2 separate regions of the Cyprinus carpio genome follow, and region 2 is linked to region 1. A link is a contact called in public Hi-C data. All regions are on one chromosome and are shown on one strand. Each heading gives the region's core, a stretch centred on a gene start, on an enhancer-like site or on the middle of the called end of the contact. The rest is flanking DNA. Distances are from core to core; before and after follow the strand shown. Region 1 has its middle 44 kb from the start of LOC109091619. Region 2 holds the start of LOC109091619 (midnolin).

Region 1 (4,062 bases), core at 1,483-3,982:
TTTCCTCTTTTTAAAAGCAAATCGATCTTGTTTCAAGGAACTCTCGATATTATAATAGCAAATTGATAGAAATAGAAATACTGAAATAATACATAAAAATTTATTTGCATTGTAGTAATTGCCAGGTTGTTTTGCATGGGGAGTTTCTTGGTAGTTTCGAAGCAGCCCATGTGAAAACAGTTCCTTACATCAAGATGTAGCCTCAGAAATTATAGTCTCATTTCTTAGATAAGCAGCACCTCTCTTATGAAAACTTGCTAAATCATTCAGGTCTGTAAAGTTGTAGGAGTTTTTTAGATAAAATAACAGGGATTCATGCTTTAGCAAACACCACTAATGAAAACCAGTCAGCATCATTGTGAAAGCAGTTCAATTTTCATTTTTGGGAACCACTTCTGTTTCTGTTATTTTCTTGTGGCATAATTCAGTTTCAGTTGAACCTACTACTACAAATTTAATGAAACTGCAGTTGTATTTCTTAAGGAATTAATTCAGTTGTAGAATGTGGTTGTCACTCCCATAACCAACCTTTGGGTGTATGGTTAAGCACTGAGAAGAGAAGCAACAACTGTATTTAGCTGCTGTGTGTATGTAGCCATGTAGCAGGTGAGAAGGACAAGTTTAGGAACAGGTGACGTCTTTACCCTCTTGGAGGGTAAAATGTGGGCAAAATGGTTCAGCTGACCCATATTTCGGCTTTTATAATGTCAGGGACACTCATTGATCTCAACGGTTGTTTCGATCTCAGGTTGTTTGACCCAAAAAAGCACCTCTCTTGACCCTCAACCCCATTGGCTATCATAGTTACCATTGGGGCTCTGCCTGTTCTTCATTTTTCCAATGTTCTCCACACCCTGACAGCACACCTGTTTTGGAGCCCAGACAAGAACAAACAGTAATCTGTGTGTTCTTTGCTGAGAGCCAGTGCATTGCTAAAATGCTTGGTCTTGTTGTCTGACTGCCTGGCCCAACTAAACCTTCTGCACACAGCATCGGCTGGGCTATAGATCAGGCCTGACAACACTTCCTGAATGCTGTGACGCTGCATTACACTGTAACCTCCCTGATCTGCTGCTGCAGGTGTCCTCAGGGGTAGGGTGGGATTCTTTTATGTAAGCAAATATTTGGTCAAACATGTAAGAGCTTTGGGATATCGCTGAGAAATTAATCATATTGACCCTTGAACAGAAAATGCACTTGGTGACAAAACTGGAGAAGGGGATGATGGAATCAATATTAGGGATGGATCACAATGGACAACTAGTCGATTGTTGGTCCACCAACCAACTTGTCAATTAATGAGGTCTAACAGTATATCTAGAATTTTTTTTCTTCTAATATATTGTAGTTTTGCATGTAAAAATCCTGGAAATTCTTTGACCTGTCACAGAGAACCGGAAGCACAGTGATGCATATTTGAATGGATATCTTTGGCCCCAATGCATACTAGCACCTTACTAGTCAGGGATCGACAATAAGGGCTGTCCTATGACCCGGGGCCATTCTGAAAAATGCTTGGGACAATTTATGGATTTGTCACTGATTGTTTTTTTGTGACATGAAAAAATTTCCACCAAGAATTTTCACCAGATAATTTATTTTGGCGGGTTGCCAACAAATAAATATATGCACTTCTGGATTGAGAGTGAAGCACAGCACTGTGAACCAACCTATTCAATATACACAACCAGTATCTGTTAATAGATGCTACCGCCACTAGCTCCATTGAAAGAAGACCTGTATTGGAGACCTTCGTTGGCTTTTGTTGCCCTTGAAAGAATGCTTTGTACAAGGCCTGAAAGAGCCAACTGTTTCTTTGCGCATTCCCCCAACACCCCTTACTCCAAGAAGGAAGGTTACCAAAGCTGCAAACGGTTCACATATTAATTCAAGGTATCTGGTTGCCTGGTATCTTGTTTTACAAAAAGCCTGCAAAAGACAGATTGGTTATCAGGACCAGCTGTCTCAGGCACAGCGACCCTGCTCTCCAGGAAGCCGGTGGACTTGTAGACGCAGGCTGAGAGCAGATGGACAGAATCCAGGATCAATCTGGTGAATCAATAGCCAGCGTCTGACTTGAGGAGGGGGGCTGGGGTGGAAAGGTGAGTTCAAGCGAGTGATACGAAATTGAGAGGATATGAGCAAGAGGCTCTGATGTCACTGCCTGTGCATTTCAATAGGGGGCATAAGATGTCAACAGCGGCAGTGGGCTTGTAGTTTACAAATAAGACATTTTCAAACAGAGTTTCTTTTGAACAAAACAGACACTTTGGAAGATCAGAATTTCTGTGAGAGTGAAATATCGCAAAACCATTTTCTTAGTATTTTTTTTTTTTTTTTTGAGTGAAAATATCTACATTTTTACAGTTTGCTTCTCAATGTATCTTGTTTTAAGAATATTAAGATATTTGCACTGGAAAATGACAATAGTAAGAAAATCATTTTTGCCGTGTAGTAAGTGTTTTGTCAAATTAGTGACAGTGTACATGCAAAAAAAAATCCCCCAACTTCCTCTTACATTGTTCTCTGTCTCTCTCTCTCTTATACGAATACAAACCCTCATCCGTTTTGAATAATCTGAAAACTAATTTGAATTTTAACCTGGTATAGACCTAAGGAGGCTAATTTGTTCAACAGTCCATCCATCTTCCTGCATGGATATGTTGCCTCCATGAAACAATAAGAGCTTGGGTCAGACCGGGGAGCTCCTAACACCAGGAACAAGACAACCTGGTTTCAGCTTTGTCTGCTCCCCTCCCCCTTTGCAGTAGAATCTGCTTTGTGTTAGCCTGTTAGCCATGTTAGCTGCCTAACTACTGACTCACTACTCAGTTCAAAAGTTAGTAAAAGGAAAATACGCTGCGACTGATCGTAAACTTGATGCCTATCTCTCTGAATGACACGAACTTAGTTACCGGTCACTAGCAAGGCGAGAAGAGAAATACAGTTTGTGAGGAAGAAGTCAGAGGGAGTGCACTAATGTACAGGGTTTCCTGTGAGGGTAATGAGTACCCACAGTTCCCTGCTGAGAGAGGAAGTAGAGTGTAAATAGAGGGATTCCCACCTCGGCAGCGCAGCCGTTGTCATTGAGATAAGAATGGAAATTTCACAATGGCTGCCGTTAGGGGATTCCGGCCTCTTGTTCTCTTCCAGACGCTTGCCTTTCCTGTTTAAATAACTTTTGGGTTTGCCTGCCTGCCTGGTGGGAGATTCTGCTAGTTAAAATTGGTGCACACATGAGCTAACGAGAGTCACGAAGCACAGGAAATTCTGGTGTTTGTTTTTATAGTCAGTCTGACACAAAAACATACAGCTTCTGATTACGTAAATTGGGACGTAGTTGCTAATAAGAGATTACTGAAGATGCTTAAGTCTGCATGAATTAGAAATAAACCCTATTTTCTAAACTAATCATATTGACCTTATTGTGAATAACAGTTTTTTAGAGTTCAGAACTTTTAATGAAAATTTGGTGGTCGTGTTGGAGCAGTAACACAACACAGATGTGTACAGCGTAAATAAGGGGTAAGTATCTGTCCTACGTTGTTTGTAATTAAATTTTTTTTTTTTGGACGCACTGAAAGACAATAAAATTTTAATTTAAATTACATTTATTGTGACAATTGTAAATAGTGTATTTTTATGTTAAATGCAATGTTTTGCTCTCTTTTTTAGCATCACAACCAGCCCGACACAGCAACAGTGGCTCAACCAATGGTGTGAGATTGGGGCGGGACTATTTGTTTGACCCTCCAATGGAAGACAAGAGGAATGTTCAGGAAAACTTTTAAAAAATGGCTTAAGTGGCACAGAAATTACTCACTTCAGCTTTAAAAAAGTGCTCATACATAAAGAAATACAGCACTAAATTAAATCACAAATCTTTTTAAAGCTCTATTTATACCCCTCTGCAACTTAATCTATGCAGCTTATTATGGCAGCCTATTATGATTTAGGGGTCTTTTCAGATATGTCAAAAGAGTCAGCTGGTGCTGTTACAACGCTTAAAAGATCCAGATCTAAATCCTTTGTGAATTGATTCAGCTCTTTTGAATATTTAAT
Region 2 (4,591 bases), core at 1,052-3,551, 43 kb after region 1:
GGTGAGCAGCATTCCAAACCATCAAAGTCATTCCCGTTCCCATTTTCATGTTTGAGAAATGTTCAAGTCTGTATCCGTCCACCCATTCCGATTGTTTTTTTACCCTGATTCCTTTGTTAAAAACAGAGGGGGAAGCATTAGGCCACACCTGTCAATGCGTAGAGCGATGGCTCATAGGTCTGTCAACAGGAAGCGGGAATAAATGAGTATTGTGGGAATACAAAAATTACACAAGAATCATTTACATCTCCACCTAATTCACGTGAAAAGGTTATTAAGCAAGAAGATGGCAAACTTTGCAAGTCTGGTTTTTTTTTTTTAAGAGAGTGTGGGTGATTTTTGACTACCATTCAAAAGCTTGGGGCTGGTAATATTTTTTAATGATTTTTGGTAAATTGATTTACAGTAAAATAATAGTAATGTGAAATATTATTGCAATTTAAAATGGCTGTTTTCTACTTTAATATATTTTACAATAAAATGTATTAATACTGAGTATATATTGAGTTTGTACGAACGTTGCAATGGACGACTGCGAATATCTGACCCGCAATTAACCAATGAGAATCAAGTATTCTAGATACCGAGCCACTCTGCCAGTGATTTGTTGACTGAAAATAACTGTTGTATAAATTATGACACACTTAACATAGCTCTTAAAATCATCTAGCATATGTGATGCAAATAGCAGCTTTCTCATTACTTCAAGTGGTTAATGCTAAATTAATCATGAGCCCACTGATGGAGGTGTTCCATGTATATAATCACAATATTGCATCTTTTGTTCCAGGCCTTAGTAGCTTTGTAGGCATATCTCATTTGTATAGTCTTGCATAAGTAGCCACCTGCAGCGCTTGACCACATTATAAATGAAAAAGTTCTCGTAAGCACTTCTTTATGGAAACCGAGTGCTACAGAATTCACTCAACACTTCAGCCAAATTCCAATGCAAATTAAGCGTGTATTGCTTGTTATTAATACACATTTCATTTGATTTTATACAAGACATCACATGATGAATTAAGACAAAATGGAATTACAGGAGAATCTTTGTTGGCCTCATGTTCTGCAAGGTTTATTTGTTCTCCGAAAACCCTCGTTATCCACCACCCACTTAGCGGCCCACACTCAAACACACATTCTCCCATGTACTCTTGGTAGCCTGCAGGCTTAATCCTGGTTTGGCTCGGATTAGCAACTTCCCACGTTAGGCTAATTTAATCAGAACACAGCTCTTGAGAAAAGCAATACACGGGGGCTGCGTGGCACACTGACATTTCACCTGTATCCGCTGTTGGGCTGGTTGCGGTAATCTAATCATTGATATGGAAGGTTATTCTGGCCCTCTGATTCCATCTGTGACGTATGAAGCTCAGTCATCTCGCGTCCAATCAGACTTTAAAAATAGAAGCCTACACTTCACAAGAAAGCCATTATTTCCCGTCGCTCTTTGAGCTGCAGTCCCCACGACTGGCCTTTCTTGCTAATGTTCCTATTGCTTACTTCCTTATTTCCCTGTGCTGTTGGAGTCCACCACAGAGAGTTCAATTGTGTCCGTCCGGTAAAGCATTTACATGTGGGCCAATGAGCTTGTTTACTTTTACAGCTTCCCACATAGTGGCCGAAGGAATCGGCTTATGACCTCTATGAAGTGTTCTTGGGGAAAGCTGGATTAAGTCTAAAACATTGCTGGCTTCCTAGAAACAAGGTAATCCTGCTCCTGCACAAGATTGCACTGTCAGTTGGGCTTGTCTTCTGAATACGGTCCATATGTTGCTTAATTAGTGACTTTAGAAGTCTGTGCAGTATTAAAAGTGGTTGATAATTATTTAGGTTCACGACTCAAGCATTAAAACGATGTATTTTTAAAAGTGCAATATTGCTAACATATCGGAAAGGTTCAAGTTTCGACATTCTTATATTGCTTGATTTCTAAGGAAATATGTCATTTGTTCATGCAAATTAATTCTTTTCTGTGCCTTTCAGTTCCTCATTAGTTGACAGCCAAACAGCTGCAAAGGTATTATGAAGCAAGAATTTGACAAAGCAAAACTGGCTGCATCAAAACTGACAGAATCTGAACAGAATTAAAGTATATTTAGCATAAATAAAAATAACATCAAAAACAGTACATTTATATGTTACATCCAAGGAAGTTATAATACCTGGAGAACCTATCCGTCTGCATTCCCAGTCATCTCAATGGCACTTGCTCGGCTGGCGTGGAACACCCATAGAAGTATGCATATGAAATCCGCTGGCTGTGTTCATGAGCACTTGTTTTTGCAGCCAGCCATGTGACTAATCACTCTAGAGCCACAGCAAAATGACGTGGACTTGGTGCTGATTGGATAACGAATGGACACAATGTACAATCCCAAACTGTTTACTGGTGTTTATCCAGCCTTGATGTCAAAAGCAGCAGATAGAAACAAAAATGAGGCGTTAAATAAATGAAGTAAATAAATGCACTGATACAACATCAAAACATCACACATGGCTAAATTTTAAAGGCCATCAATAATGCCCAAGCAGGGGCTGAGGGGCTGAGGGGCCATGCTAAATAACAAAACCTTGACCCTTAATTACATCAAACATTTCTTTGTGATGCTTTATATCACAATTATGTAATGACTAAAAATGAAGCGTGAAACGTTGGGGTTGAAATTACATTAAACATAGTGAGAAAAACCTTTTAATTGCTAAAATAAGAGTATATAATGTCCAGTGGAAAGAACAGCACACTGGCAATCATGACTTTTCACTGGATCCCGGAACAAACTCTCAACCTCTAAATACTTTTCAATTAATAACCCTTTATGCTATGAGGAGAAGAGACTGATGCAGTCCATGTTTAGTCATGTCAGCATTAGACGCTTTGTACACTAATATTGCACACTGTCCATGAGGTTGTGATGAGAGGGGCGGGGCCGAGAGCCGTGGGAACGGAGCGAGGCCGGTGGAGTAAATGCTAATACGCGACACCTGCGCCACTCACTGGTCTCGAGTCCCACAGAGGAGCTCCGGAAGGATAAAAGGAGAAGTTATGACAGTGTTGGACGAGAGAGGACCAGGCCTGGATTTTATCTTGTTTTTTGGTTCTGTTTGTGCGCGACAGTCATCCGCGAGGGGCTGTCGCATTATTTTGTGTTTATTTTATTATTAAAGTTTTATTTGAATGTTTGCTTCTGAATCTGAATTTGTTCCCACCTCCTACATCCCGAACTACGAACGTTGTTACAGAGGTGTTCTTATTTGGCAAAACCACACCAGCAACCTTCTACTTATTACATGTAGTGGCTTCCCATAATCTGAGGCCTTGTGAATTCTAGGAGGGGATCTATTTGAGGGTTTGTCCTCAATTGAACCCAGTAACTTCTGCCCATGTAATACCTTATGAGTATTCTGCAACTGCTGTGATAATATGCATGCTACATAACACCATGGCTAAACAGCTAAGATGCATTGACCAGTCAGTGATAAGTTACATGTTCCCCAGTGCACAAGGGATCCTTTTTGCTCCAAGTCACCCTAAGGCTAAAAGCTTTTATTAGCTTGAGTCAGTAAAAGCTAGCTTTAGCATGCACGTTGACTTTCTGGAATGATGAAGAGTCGGGAGTTCCTGGGAGCATTGCCTCAGAGAGATCGTCATAGCATAACTTGGTGAAAGGGCAACACGGCGGTAAACATAAATAAGGTCACTGTCAAGCATTTGTTTTGGCATATAAGGCCAGGCTATTCATTTGCATACTGCAAAGCTGCTGTCATTACTTGTCGTCACCGTGTCCACCATAAACTTAAGTGACTAATGGGCGTCACTGTTTTCCGTTGAGTAACTACAGTCAGTGCATTCCTGACCTCGCCTAACCACCCAACCTTCCCTGCCCCCCCTCAATCCCCCAATCACCAGCTGCTCATACCGGGTCAGCTGACAGAATAAGATCAATGGCTGGGCTCATGGTTATGTTTGATCTGCTGTCTGCCAGCACTGGAAGGCGTCATACATTTGCATGCGGGTGTGGGGTCTTGTGCCAGAGTCCGGGACTTGTCCAAAACAGCATACGCATGTAAATCTAGCCAAGTCTACTTGGGTAGTGCTGGATGGAAACTAGCTTGATGCCATATTTTCCTAGCACTTCAGCACAAGGACATGTGATTAGGAAACCAGCACAAGTCACTATATTGGGAAAGGACTCATACACAAACCTGAATCTACTAGGACTAGGAATTTACTTTTTTGCTCAATTGAATGTGCTAATTAGGCGGAATTAATAATAACAATAATAATAATATTAGATAAAATGAAAAAAAAAAAACAATCCATGCCCCATGACCTGTATGTAAATTCCAAAGTAATGTTCCTATAGCATGCGATCCATTTACGCTTGAAAACCGAAAATGCAAAGCATATTTTTACGAATTATACAGTCTGCAGAACTGCTACTACAGGCCAGTGCACTTACAAATAGCTGGTAACACAAGAGTAAAGGCTCATTCCTACAAGATGCATTCTTGTATGCAAGACATAGTGTAACAGAATTTATTAGAATGAAGGGTATCAAAAGTTGAGCTACTTTTAACTTTTAAAGTT

The links. Hi-C and Micro-C count contacts between places; a contact is called where the count stands out from the background.
Region 2: a Hi-C map of red blood cells shows a contact between it and region 1, with 1.7 times the contacts expected there. The contact joins the promoter of LOC109091619 here to the enhancer-like site in region 1.

What each region holds. Positions count from the first base shown.
Region 1 is chrA22:10,225,244-10,229,305 of ASM1834038v1, forward strand. No RefSeq gene overlaps it. Among protein-coding and RNA genes, the nearest start is that of LOC109091619, 44 kb to the right of the region's middle. Within about 2 kb of position 2,733, at least 7 of the 8 cell types and tissues checked have an H3K27ac peak or open chromatin away from gene starts, as enhancers often do.
Region 2 is chrA22:10,268,633-10,273,223 of ASM1834038v1, forward strand. LOC109091619 (midnolin) reads right to left here and starts at 2,302. Exons shown (of 9, transcript XM_042711848.1): 1 at 2,166-2,302.